2 separate regions of the Mus musculus genome follow, and region 1 is linked to region 2. A link is a contact called in public Hi-C data. All regions are on one chromosome and are shown on one strand. Each heading gives the region's core, a stretch centred on a gene start, on an enhancer-like site or on the middle of the called end of the contact. The rest is flanking DNA. Distances are from core to core; before and after follow the strand shown.

Evidence for each region. Hi-C and Micro-C count contacts between places; a contact is called where the count stands out from the background.
Region 1: a contact with region 2 is called in a Hi-C map of Sertoli cells, with 3 times the contacts expected there. The contact joins the enhancer-like site here to the promoter of 1700016H13Rik in region 2. A contact is called at or near these places in 2 of 39 promoter capture datasets (the 3T3-L1 cell line and hippocampal neurons), 1 of 15 datasets of contacts at CTCF or cohesin (the NIH/3T3 cell line), 9 of 484 Hi-C or Micro-C datasets (the C2C12 cell line, MC3T3-E1-derived osteoblasts, Sertoli cells and 5 more), 3 of 115 datasets of contacts at active chromatin or transcription factors (bone marrow-derived macrophages, embryonic stem cells and pancreatic cancer cells) and 2 of 9 other capture datasets (adipose tissue and pancreatic islet).

The regions. Positions count from the first base shown.
Region 1 is chr5:103,564,706-103,571,100 of GRCm38.p6, forward strand. It overlaps Ptpn13 (protein tyrosine phosphatase, non-receptor type 13), which reads left to right. Exons shown (of 48, transcript NM_011204.2): 32 at 410-584; 33 at 3,321-3,479; 34 at 4,725-4,896; 35 at 4,993-5,203. Among named protein-coding and RNA genes, the nearest start is that of Slc10a6, 62 kb to the right of the region's middle. Within about 2 kb of position 5,091, at least 13 of the 459 cell types and tissues checked have an H3K27ac peak or open chromatin away from gene starts, as enhancers often do. A contact at or near this core is called in Sertoli cells, where this site is marked.
Region 2 is chr5:103,653,107-103,660,360 of GRCm38.p6, forward strand. 1700016H13Rik (RIKEN cDNA 1700016H13 gene) reads right to left here and starts at 2,618. Exons shown (of 4, transcript NM_028824.1): 1 at 2,339-2,618; 2 at 1,816-1,950. The coding sequence starts at 1,880. It overlaps Gm42138 (a long non-coding RNA gene), which reads left to right and starts at 2,591. Exons shown (of 3, transcript XR_880498.2): 1 at 2,591-3,016. It overlaps Gm25721 (a small nuclear RNA gene), which reads left to right and starts at 5,131; the gene lies at 5,131-5,301.

The DNA of each region.
Region 1 (6,395 bases), core at 3,841-6,340, 86 kb before region 2:
CCCAATTTTGGAAAGTAAGTATATAAGTAAAAATAAATGACAAGAGTAAGACTTTTTTTTCTTATTTCTCCTTTTCCTAATAGGTCAAAATACAAATTAGATCCCTGGTCACATTAGTTTCCATCTTGAGTAACGACAAGGTATAAAAAGCATACCTAATTCTAGCCTGCCTTACCATCCTTACATAGCCTACAGAGCTTATTCAAAGTTGGACCTGCACAGAGAATAATTAAGAAATGTTAACATATAGTAGATGTTGAATAAATCGGTAGTCTAAACACAGATGAAAGCCAGTGAAGGTCTCATTTAAAACCAGACAGAAACATCTGTTGGCCACGAGCACATCTGCTGTGTTCTAAATATTGGCCCTGAAATGTATCCACAAGTAGTGTCACTTCTTGCCTTGTAGCCATCCTCCTCCACTGGACGTGAGCCCTGGACAGACGTGCCAGCCCCCGGCAGAGTGTGCTCCGTCTGACGCCACTGGCAAACACTTTACACATCTTGCCTCTCAGCTGAGCAAAGAGGAAAACATAACAACCTTGAAAAATGACTTGGGAAACCACCTTGAGGATTCTGAGCTGGTGAGCTTCTCTCTCTCTATTAAACCATAAAACAACTTTCGTTTTTCTCGGTGATGTTATAGCCATGTGCTGTTTCTGTTAGTTAGAGAGAAAGCTATGCTGTGTTACATTTGCTAAATGAGTAACACCCCTCTCTGATGTTTCCCTGGTGAGAAATTAGGGGACGATAAAAGCATTGTGTGTCACTCTGACTTTCTCACTTGACATAATTTTGGCAGCCGTCCACAGAGAAATCACCTACCTTTTGTGATTCCTAGTAGCTTTGGGAACAAAATGTGTGTGCATGTTCACACATTTGCATGAGGAAGAGTTGTCATGCAGGCACATGCGTGTGCATATGCATGTGGAGACCAGAGGTCAGCCTCAGACAGTGTCTTTCTAGAGCCATTCATTTTGACTTTTTATTAATCTTGATTGATTCTTGGGGTATTTATTTAAATTAATGAATTACATCCTGGCTGCAGTTTCCTCCCTCCTTTCCTCCTGGTCCCTCCCCCCAACCTCTCCTCTCCCCCAGTCCTCCCATCCTCTCTTCCCTTTCTCTTCAAAAAAGAGCAGTGCTCCCATGGGTGTCAACCACCCTTGGCATGCCATGCTGCCTTAAGACTAGGTCCCTCCTCCTCTCCTATTAAGGCTAGATCAGGCAACTCAGTAGGAGAAAAGGGTCCCAGAGGCAATCTCCAGAATCAGAGACAGCCCCCACTCACTGTTAAGAATCCCACTAGAAGACCAAGCTACACAACTGTAACCTATGTGCGGAGCGCCTATGCAGTCCCATGCAGGCTCCCTGGTTGGCAGTTTGGCTGGAGAGATGGCTTAGCCATTAAAGGCTCACAACTAGAAATAGAAGAGGACTTCATGCACGTATGAAATGTATCTTGACCACATTCACACTCCCTTATTCTTCACCCCACAATCCTCCCATCCCCACCTCATCCCTACCCAAGCTCAAGTACCCCTCTTTTTCTCTAGATAGCCCAAGTTCCGTTTATGCTGTGCATATATTCATGGAAGTGGGGCCAGCCACTGGAGCAGTTGACTATCAATTGCCACACCCATAGAACTAACTCACTACCCCAACAGCTGTCAGTGGCTTGGATGGGGCTCTTATGAGTCCCTCCCTCCATGCTGCAGTGCTGACTGGCTTGTCTTGTCAAGGCTGCCACAGCTGCATGAGCTCATGAGTATAGTAGCCCTGTAGTGCCCAGAAAACACAGCTTCATGCTGACCCTTCCTGACCTCTGGCTCTTACACTCTTTCACACACACACCCTTCCATTATGTCCACTGAATGGGGAAAGGGCAGTATAATATAGGTGTCCCATTTACTTCTGAACAGTCCACACACATGGTCTCAGTAATTGGCCAGTGGTGGATATCTGTATTAACTATTTTTCACAGTACAAAGAAACTTTCCTGTATGTATAGAGTTGGCAGATTTAGAGCGCAGGTTGTCTATTTACCAAAAATAACAGTAGTAGCTTGATGCCTGGAGCCTGTGAACACTCCAGCAATGTGTTCCTGGCCTGAGTTACAGTACTGGGCCTGCATCTCCTATTGCATGGACCCTAAATCCAATCAGAAAGCAAATGGCTGCTCCCATAATATTTGTCCCACTATCGTACCATAGTGTTTCTTGCCTTGCCAGTCACTGTTAGAACTTACAGAGTTCACAGTTGGGTTAGACTGCTGATGTCTTTTAACCTAGCACCCTGCCCAGCACCTTCCAGCTCTGTGAAAGCTAGCCAGCAGGGAGGAAACTCCTGGGCAATAACAACCTGGTTTTTCCATGCCCTGTGTCTAAGGTATGTGGTGTCTTCAGCAGTTGATCTTACCATTAAGTCCTGGAGGACAACCAAGAGCCATGGCAATAGCTTGTTGTTTGGGGGGTCTCTGGGACATGCATGACCAGCAGCCAACTCATTGGGGAAGTACCCCACCCTTGGCACTGATATCCTCTATAATTCCAATTAAAACTCTTCCTCATGAGAGAAAAAAAAACATACACATAAGAACTTCATAAAACAGTAGATTTCCATATGACTTTATTAACATCCTTGATGTTAGTGAGCGCTCTCAACCCTTTCAACCCTACCCTGCCATCCCTGTTCCCAGTTTAACCCACATGTATTCATTTTATTACAGCCTGCAAATCAAGCTTAGGAAACAATTTCAAGAATAAAATCTTTTGAGTTTGTTGCACGTCTTAGTTAGTGAAGCTGTGATCTTCAAGCATCCAGGCACTTCATTCATATTTTTACAAAAGCAGCAACAAACAAAAACTTCCTTTTGTATCTCCTGGTTTCTGTCTTGGTTGTTTAAAAACGTGAAGGATTTTTCTAAACCGTCCCCCCACCGCCCAAGTCTTTGTCCACGTGTCACCACTTGGCTGCCTTGTTTCTCCTGGCTATGCCCTGCTCGCTCTGGAGAGCCCTGCCCGGCGTGTGTGAGGCTCTTGATACAGTCCTGGCTCTTCCAGATAGGAAAAAAGTCTTATAAGATGAAGGAGAATGAAGAGGGGGAGTAAGCATAGAGGGAAAGACTGGAGACAACCATTAACTTTATACTTCATATGTTATATGCTTGGAAATAAAGGAGCTTCCTGTCTAGAGCTGAGACGACTTGGCCAAGTTAAGATTTGTGTTTCTTGTCTCTTAGCCAAGGGCAGCAATAATCATGTGTGTTTGTCTATAGGAGAAAGAGGACAACCTTATGTCAATTTGTGTTTTTTCTCTAGGAAGTAGAGCTTCTCATTACCCTGGTTAAATCAGAAAAAGGAAGTCTGGGCTTTACAGTAACCAAAGGCAGTCAGAGTATTGGTTGTTATGTCCATGATGTCATACAGGATCCAGCCAAAGGTGACGGAAGGCTAAAGGCTGGAGACCGGCTTATAAAGGTGAGACCCCCAAGGGGCTGGAGAGGCGGCTCAGCGCTTTAAGAGCACAGGCTGTTCTTCCAGAGGACCTGGGTTCAAAGTCCATCACCAACATGTTGGTTTACAACTGCCTGTAACTCCAGTTCCAGGGATTTCCAGTCCTGGCCTCTGCAGCTATCAGGCACACAGATGATACACAGACATAGATAATAGGCAAAACACTCAAATGCTCTATATAAAATAATAATTTTTTTAAAGTGAGACAATTAAGGGGAATGGAGACATTTTTACAAATGTGACTGGCTGTCTCAATCTATCTTTTATCAGTATCATGAAATACCTTACACAGGCTAACTAAAAACAAAAGAAGCTTAGTTATCTCACTGCATGGGAGCTTTGAAGACATAGCTCCAGCAGCTAGCCTGAGTGAAGGCATCACCTGGATGAGAGGAAGAGATCCCACCTCAGGAGGATGCCAGAGAGTCCGGGGTCCTGCTGCTCCTCCTGCAGGTGCACCTCCGGTCTAGTCACGCGGAGGACCTAGCCTCTTAACACGAGAGCCACATCCAGACTGTAGCCATGAGCAAAACCAAGTCAGCACTGGGGAAGGTGCTAAGTTATGACAGTTTCTCTGGTTTATGTTTTCTCCCCCACCACTTAAAAATTAAAGGCAGAGTGCACACACCTGAAGTCTCAGCGCTTGGCGGGTAGAGGCAGTCAGGTCAGGAATACAAGATCACTCTCGACTAAGTTGCAAGCTCAGCATGAGACCCTGTCTCTTAAGTGGGTGGTGGGGACTAGGTGTGTCGCTCAGTTGATAGTGCATGTGTAGCTTGCACAGAGCCCTGGACTCAAGCCGCAGCACTACAGAGAACTAACACAGTGCCACCCACCTATAATCCCAGCACGAGGGATGTGAAGGCAGGGAGGGGGTCAGACCATTCTGCGCTACAGCCTTTATATACATATATACATAGGTTCTTGGGAATTGCTGCAGGCTGCTGCTTAAACTGAAAGTCCTTTTGATCTCAGGTCCATGAGACAGCCAGTTTCTTACATTCTGGAGGACAATGAAGTATGCACTTACTTGTAAGCGACTTTATATTCATAATGGCTTGACCATTGTCTCTCTAATCTCTGCAGGCAAAGAGATTCTAATAAATTAGAGACTGCATCACCATAAATCTCTTACTGGCTGATAAAGACTATAATTATGTTTCCTGTTCCAAAAACCAAACCTTAGCTTACCTCTCTCTCCTTCTGTAGGTTAATGATACAGACGTTACAAACATGACCCACACAGATGCAGTGAATCTGCTGCGAGCCGCACCCAAAACAGTCAGATTAGTTCTTGGGCGGATTCTGGAGTTACCCAGGATGCCAGTATTTCCCCATCTGCTGCCCGACATTACAGTCACATGCCACGGAGAGGAGTTAGGTAAGGAAAGCACAAGCTTTGCTCAGGACGGCCTCCATGCGTCATTAAAAGCAAGACTCCTGTGACTGAGAAATAATTGTTTTCTGTTCTTTGAAGGATTTTCCCTGTCTGGAGGTCAAGGCAGTCCACATGGAGTGGTGTATATTAGTGATATCAACCCAAGGTCAGCTGCAGCTGTTGACGGTAGTCTCCAGCTATTAGACATCATCCATTATGTGAACGGAGTCAGCACACAAGGAATGACCTTGGAAGATGCAAACAGGGCATTGGACCTGTCACTTCCTTCAGTGGTGCTGAAAGTAACAAGGTAGGAACTAGGCAGTAAGTCTACAGCCTTGGGTATATGTATGCATGCATAAAGCACTGGGCAGTAGTCTACAGCCTGGGTGTGTGTATGCACAAGGTACTGGGCAGTAGTCTACAGCCTGGGTGTGTGTGTGCACAAGGTGCTGGGCAGTACTCTACAGCCTTGGGTGTGTGTGTGCATAAGGTACTGGGCAGTACTCTACAGCCTTGGGTGTGTGTGCACAAGGTACTGGCAGTAGTCTACAGCCTTGGGTGTGTGTGCACAAGGTACTGGGCAGTAGTCTACAGCCTGGGTGTGTGTATGCATAAAGCACTGGGCAGTAGTCTACAGCCTGGATGTGTGTATGCACAAGGTACTGGGCAGTAATCTACAGCCTTGGGTGTGTGTATGCATAAGGCACTAGGCAGTAGTCTACAGCCTTGTGTGTGTGTATGCACAAGGTACTGGGCAGTAGTCTACAGCCTTGGGTGTGTGTGCACAAGGTACTGGGCAGTAGTCTACAGCCTTGGGTGTGTGTGCACAAGGTACTGGGCAGTAGTCTACAGCCTGGGTGTGTGTATGCATAAAGCACTGGGCAGTAGTCTACAGCCTGGATGTGTGTATGCACAAGGTACTGGGCAGTAATCTACAGCCTTGGGTGTGTGTATGCATAAGGCACTAGGCAGTAGTCTACAGCCTTGGGTGTGTGTATGCATAAGGTACTGGGCAGTAGTCTACAGCCTTGGGTGTGTGTGCACAAGGTACTGGGCAGTAGTCTACAGCCTTGGGTGTGTGTATGCACAAGGTACTGGGCAGTAGTCTACAGCCTTGGGTGTGTGTATGCACAAGGTACTGGGCAGTAGTCTACAGCCTTGGGTGTGTGTATGGATAAGGTACTGGGCAGTAGTCTATAGCCTTGGGTATATGCATGCACAAGGTACTGGGCGTTAGTCTACAGCCTTATAGTTGTGTATGTCTGCATGCACAAGATACTGGACAGTCATTTACAGCCTTTTGGGTCTGTAAGCATACAGTTCAGTCATTGGTTGTGCTTGTACCCTCATACAGGCATTACAGAATTACTAATTCACAGCCAATAAAAGAGTAACAGTAGAAGAGAGTTCCATATAGAGTCTAAGAAGGGAAACAGCTAAGCAGGGAAATGCTTCAGTGTGACTCCAATTAATAGGCAGTTAGTACATATCAAGTACAT
Region 2 (7,254 bases), core at 1,368-3,867:
TGATGGTAAATGCCATAAACCAAACAGAGGGATTAAAAGGTAAAAGCCAAGCATGGTTGTGCATGCCTTTTAGTCCCCACATCTGGGAGACAGAAGTTAAAAAACAGCCTGGCCTGCATGGCCAGTTCATGAAGGCCAGCTAAGGTTACACAGATAAGATCCTGTATCAAAAGAAGAGGAGGAGGAGGAAAGAGAGGAAGAAGCAGGAGAAGGAGGAGGAGGAAAGAGAGGAAGAAGCAGGAGAAGGAAGAGGAGGAGGAGGAAACAATTTTTAGGTACCACAGAGTGCAACTTCTGCACAGCAGTGCTTCCATTATGTGCTCTCTGTATTCCACGAAACCAGCAGGTCTTAGACGCGCATTGTTTCAGTGGCTCACCCCACCCAACAGACAGACGTGCATTGTGTCACAGATGTAGGCATTAAAGCTAAGACACAGTGTGCAGAGATGCCAGGCTTGGAGCTCAGGGTTTCAGACTGGAATGCCCACGTTGTTATACACAGCCTGCCCAAGAGGACAGGAAGCTAAACTGGCCCTTTGTACCAGCCAAAAACGTGCATCTTAAAAACACAGGCACTGTTAGTACATTTGTACACTATAACTGGGTTTTAAGATGGCAGTAGTAAAGGTGTTTTTGAATGACTGAAACTAAAGAAAAATGATACACAGATAATAAATATGTATGTGTATATATAGACACATATCCACACACATATATACAAATGAACCCATTATTTTAGATGCTAACCTAAAACAATACTTTTAGAATGTCTTTAAACAAGGTGACACAGTGCCTCCCAGAACGTAAGCATATGCCTTTGGTTTGATCAACTTAGAAACCTCTCTTTTCTCATTTCAAAGGCTTGCTTCGGTGTGAAGTCTTGCTAGAATTGTCTATTGGCTTTAACTGTCCACTTGACACAGCCAGGAGTGGCCTAAGAAGGGATACTCAACTGAGGGATTTCTCAGATCACAAGGCCTCTGGCCATATCATCTGTGGGGAATGGGGCCCAGCCCGCTGCAGGCTGTGCCACTACCTGGAAGGTGATCTGGGATAAGGCTAGCTGAGCGTAAGCCTGTGAGCTTGCCAGCTAGCAGCGTTTCTCCGTGGTTTCTGCTTCAAGCTTCTGCCCTGCTTTCCTTCAGTGATGACGTGTAATCTAAAAGCATCCTGGAAATGAAGCTGACTAAATCCTTCCCTCCCCTGAGTGCACATTTTAACTTTTCAGATTATTTTATGTAGGTGTTTTGCTTGCATATATGTCTATTTCACGCATGCTTTGTGCCCATTTGGTCCAGAAGGGGGCGACAGATCTAATAAAACCGGAGTTAGGGACGGTTGTGAGCCACCTTGTGGGAGGTTGCAGGAAACCAATCTCAGGTCCTTTGCAAGAGCTCTTAATCCATGAGCTTCGTCTCTAACCCCTGTTCATATATTCTTACAAAAGTACCATTCAGGAAGCTGGAAAGATGGATCACCCATTAAGAGCACAAACAGCTTTTGCAAATAGGACCTAGGTTTGGTTGCCAGCATCTACAGAGAGACGCTGTAACACCTGTAACTTCAATACCAGCGGATCCGACACAGTCTTTTGGTCTTCATGGGCACCTGCTCAAATGCAGTGTGAATACAGAGGCAGGTACAAACAAAATAAAAATAATTTTCAACTAGTCTTTTTAAGACAAAATCTAGATCCATTCAAGTGCTTCCATATACTCCAGTAACAATGCGAACAGAAGTGCCCAGCCCCTGTTGCAAGCTCCAGCCATGGTAATGTGTGTGTGTGTGTGTATGTGTGTGTATGTGTGTACTTACACTTTATAACAGCTGCCCTTCAAAATGGTTTGTACTGTGTTCCTTCTTGGCAAGCCATACGCCATGACAAATGATCACAGTGGTTTCCTTACATAGGAGCCTGATGTAACATCTGCACCGCTGTTTGCACTTTGCCTGAAAGAACAGCGACAGGCCTAATTAACAGCTCTCATTTGAATAGTTTTATGGCCAAATAATCAAAGGCTAGGAGAAAGCATTTAGGGCTGTCAAGAATCATAAACATTCACTGGACCTGAACCATGAACATACGAGCTAGTTCTGTTCATTTCCAGGAAGTCGCTCAATCAGTTCAGTAAGAGTCTAAGGTGAGGGAAAGCCAGGCGAGGGTCATCCGGAGCAAGACTGCAGTTGGTAACCCCCACCCCACCCCCCCCCACCCCCCACCCCCCCCACCCCCGCACCCAGGCACGGTAGGCGGTCATTGAGTACTCCTGAGTCCCGTCGCCTGGTCTCGTAGCTGCGCGCCCTAGTGGTTGTGGTGGGGACAACGACCCAGCCTCACCGGCATGGAACCCCAGGGGTGCGCTGGCTACCTAAGGGCACGGCCCTTTCCTGCTCTCAGTTCCAGACAGAACCGGCTAGGGCGCGGTAGCGAGTGCCGGCCTCGCCCTTCCAGCCCGTGCTGCTCCCGGAACCCCTGTACCCCACAGGTCAGCCGCACCCTGGCCGCGCCCCCGACCCAGGGCAGCTCGCGCTAGGTGCACATGGCCGCGCACTCGCAGCGGCCCAGCCGCCGACTTGCGCCGGCTTGCTTGCTCGTGCTCCTGCTTGCTGGTGCGCCTGATTGCTCAGGTGCGGGGCTCATCAGGCGCTCACCCGGCGCCTACCCTGCGTCACCCGGTGCCTCAATAAAGGGCTTTGTGTGCGCGCGGGGCGCAGATCCAGCCTGCCTAATGGGAGTCACTTCGCCCCAGTGGGTGACAGTCATTGTCCCACGCCCACTCTCGAGGATCCAGCGACAGCTCCGTGTTCCTGTTCATGTAGGCACCTCTTAGGGTCCCAAGCAAACCGTGGCACTATGCGGGAGGGTTTTGCTAGAGTTGTCCCTTGCTAACACCAGGACATTCCCTGTGTCCCTCCGTCGAGCCTAAATGACGTCATAAAGCAAAGAGGCTATCATATGTGTATGTTTCACGGGTTATGAGAACTAAAGACTAGGCCTGAGAGCTTCTAGCCCGAGGTAAGGGTTATATCATTGTGAGTTTAGTATCAACGCTATGAAACAGAGGGTTCTGTTGAGAGGGAAGGAATGAAACTCCTCCATTTATAGTGAATTCAGGGCGAGCTTTTAAGGTTAAATACTCTGATCCCTCTACCTGTCGCTGTTCTTTTCTGTTTTTGTTGAAACAGTCCAGACTGGCCTAGAACCACTATGTAGCCCAGGCTTGCTTCAGACTTGCAGCAAATCTATTTCAGCTTCCCAAGTGCTAGGCTGGAGCTACAGGAAAGTACCATCCGCCCTGCCTAGCAAATTCTCCTAGCGCAAAGAATGAACACACACACGCACACACACACACACACACACACACACACACACACACACACACACACACACACACACGCAGAGCAGGATAGTGATCTATCACTGAGCCTAGAATGTCCCGGAAAACATGTCCGGGCTTCCTCCATTTTCCAAAAGAAAAAGAAAAAATAAAAGTTGTGGGAAGTTACGGGACGAGCTGCATGATGGGATGTCCGCCAGCAACTGCGGAGCTGGCTTATCTGTAGAAGGTACTTCTGTGCCTACAAGAAACTAGAATGTATAGAAGCCCGATTCATTGTGTCTGTAGTCCAAATGGGGAATGTCTGTGCCACAGGGGTGAAGCCCCCCACCATGGATTATGTGACCAGTGTAGGAGAGTTCAGCCCGATTTGATTTCAGTTAGCATAGATGGAGACTGCAATGTGCCCACCAGCCTTAGTTTGGTTCCAAGCACCCGTGTGGTGGCTCACAGCCATCAACAACTCAGACTCCTGGGTGTGCAGCACCCTCTTCTGAACTCCGAAGGCACCAGGCATGCATGGAGTGCACATACATACACAGTCTTGACTGAAACTCCATAGAGACCCAAAGCTAGAACCATCAACTCAACAGCTCCAGGATTTCTGGTTGTTAGAAAATAAAACAGATTTAGAATCTAGTTCAACTGAACCCAGGGGCCATCTGGTTACAATACTCAGCACCAAAGTGGCTCTTGTGGTGGCATATGTGTGCATGCCCAGCATTTGGGAGGTAGAGGCAGGAGGATCAGAATGTTGAGCCTATTCTTAGCCACAGAGCCAATAGTAGACTAAACGACATGAGACCCTGTCTCAACAACAAATATAATGTTCATTGGTTTAATCCATTAACTGTTGGAGTAAAGTTTATACAGCAGATTATATTGCATATACCATGTCTTATTGTGAGAAGAGTACTCTTTATAGAAAAAAAAACTTTTTATTTTATTTTTTAAAAGAAATTCTTTTTTAAAAAAAGATTAATTTATTTATTCATTATATATAAGTAGACTGTAACTGCCTTCAGACACTCCTGAAGAGGAAGTCAGATCTCATTATGGATGATTGTGAGCCACCATGTGGTTGCTGGGATTTGAACTCAGGACCTTTGGAAGAGCAGTCAGTGCTCTTACCTGATGAGCCATCTCTCCAGCCCTCACCCCCACCCCCACCCCCTTTTTGGGGGAGAGGGGGTTTCGAGACAGGGTTTCTCTGTGTAGACCAGGCTGGATTTGAGAACTCAGAAATCCACCTGCCTCTACCTCCCTAGTGCTGGGATTAAAGGCGTGCACCACCACTGCCTTCTTTTTTTATTTTTAAACTTGCATTTCTGTGTGTGTGATATATGTGTATGTGTGTGTATATGTGTGTGTATGTGTGTGTGTTTGTATATGTGTGTATGTGTGTATATGTGTGTATGTGTGTTTGTATATGTGTGTATATGTGTATATGTGTGTATGTGTGATACATGTGTATGTGTGTGTATATGTGTGTGTGTGTTTGTATATGTGTGTATGTATGTGTATGTGTGTGTTTGTGTATGTATGCTTGTGTGTGTGTGTGTGTGTGTGTGTGTGTGTGTGTGTGTGCGTGCGTGCGTGCGTTTGCCTGTGTTTGGGAATACACATGCTGTGACCTGAGTGTGCAAGTCACAAGCTTGTAAGAACCAGTTCTCTCCTTGCACATCACTCAGGTCCTAAGGACTAAACTCAGGTCATCAGGCTTGGCTGCAAGCCTTTAATCCCTGAGCCATCTCACAACCCCGCCTCATTTCATAATTAAGATTAATACTAAGTGCTTACCGGGCAGAGGAGATACCATGATTTCAGGGTGGTTTTCCCAGGGTGAGGCTTATCCAGTGTCCTCTGGACGTGCTGACCCCAGGGAGTTCCCCACTGTGAGAAAGTAACCGCATGGTGTAACCACATGGTTTATGGTAGAGGACTGAATTCATATTTTCACCCAAATTAGAAGAGGAAGAGGAGGAGGAGGAAGTAAGATAAAAATGAATAGAACCCACACTTTTATAGACATTCGCCCTAAGAGGATCCTGCGAACTCTTACCCAGAGCCACTTAGAACCCGTAAACACAGTCGGCAAACAGCATGACACCTCTGTACCCACACTGTTCCAGGAGAAAGCAAGCTAAACATTCAAAGGACGTAGAGGGAGGCTATCTGCTAAAGATTTACAAACAAAAAACATTTTCTGAAATTCCTTTTGAAAATACCAAACCGGGGCTGGAGAAATATCTCAGTGGTGAAGAACAGGTGTTGCTCTTCAGAAGATCTGGTCCGTTCCCAGAGCCTATGTGGCAGCTACTATTGGCTCTGTGGCTAAGAATAGGCTCAACATTCTGATCCTCCTGCCTCTACCTCCCAAATGCTGGGCATGCACACATATGCCACCACAAGAGCCACTTTGGTGCTGAGCATTGTAACCAGATGGCCCCTGGGTTCAGTTGAACTAGATTCTAAATCTGTCTTATTTTCTGACAACCAGAAATCCTGGAGCTGTTGAGTTGATGGTTCTAGCTTTGGGTCTCTATGGAGTTTCAGTCAAGACTGTGTATGTATGTGCACCCCCTGCATGCCTGGTGCCTTCGGAGTTCAGAAGAGGGTGCTGCACACCCCGGAGTTTGAGTCCTTGATGTCTCCAGTTCCAGAGGATTCCACACCCTCTTCTGGCCTCTGAGGGCATTGCACATATATAATGCACAGACATGCATGCAGAGAAAATACCCGAATATATAAAATAAAGTCATAAGGGCTGGAGAGATGGCTCAGCAGGTAAGAGCACTGGCTGCTCTATGAAAGGACCCAGGTTCGAATCCCAGCACCTATGTAGTCACTCATGGCCCTCTGTAACTGCTGTCCGAAGAGATCTGATGCCCTCATCTAAACATACACATGGTGGACATACATACATATATGCAAGGAAAACACCCATACACATCAAAATAAAGTGAAATGTTGTTTTAAAGAAAGGAAAGGAAATACCAAATTCTAGCGGGGAGGGGACATAAGCAAAGGCAGTAAGAAAAGATAGTGAACTAGAAGAAAATGTAACGGCATGTGTATGAAGAACCTGGGGGTAATCCTATTATTTGAAAGCTAACTTAAAAATAATAACCAAATTCTACCTCTCTCTCTCTCACTCCCTTCTTCCTCTCTCCTCTACAGGTTTAAGCTCATCTTCACCCCTATCTCTGTATCAGTTTCCCTGTTTTATTGGTACCTCATCCTCTTCTTCCACTTAGATTGTGTCTAGTCCAGAAAGCTCTCGTTGGCCTTTTTAATTGTTTAAGTGAACACTGCTGCCACCTAGTGTTAAGATGAAGTTACAAGGGGGAATGCAAAAGAGATGAGACTGTCCAATCATACATAACAAAACTGTGGCATGCTCTAAATGCCGTTCGATAGACTGTACTCACTGGTTCATTTAATTATCACATATTGATGGCATTATTAGTTTTGTGATTTTGTGGTGTTTTAATATTTATTTGTATTCTCTCTCTTTCTCTCTCTCTCTCTCTCTCTCTCTCATGAGTGTGTGTGTGTGTGTGTGTGTGTGTGTGTTTCTTTGTGTAAGTGCTGGTACCTGAATGGTCAGGTCCCCTTGTGTTACCAGTGAACTCCATCCCAGGAAGAGCATCCATTATGTGTTCTTAACCAGCAAGCCCCTTGTGATGGTATTTTAGAGATGGCATTTTGAGCACCAGTAACATTGAATATCACAGGGCTTGAACTCAAGACCACCTGATTCTGATCTTTGTTCTTTCTGCACCATACCTCCCACACTACACAGTCTCCCCAGATGACACTCTATGCAAGGCTATGATCCGCTGTAAGTTCTGCTCCAACTGCCCTTTGCCATCATGAGACTCTCACATGTGTACACCCATCCTGATTCCAAAGA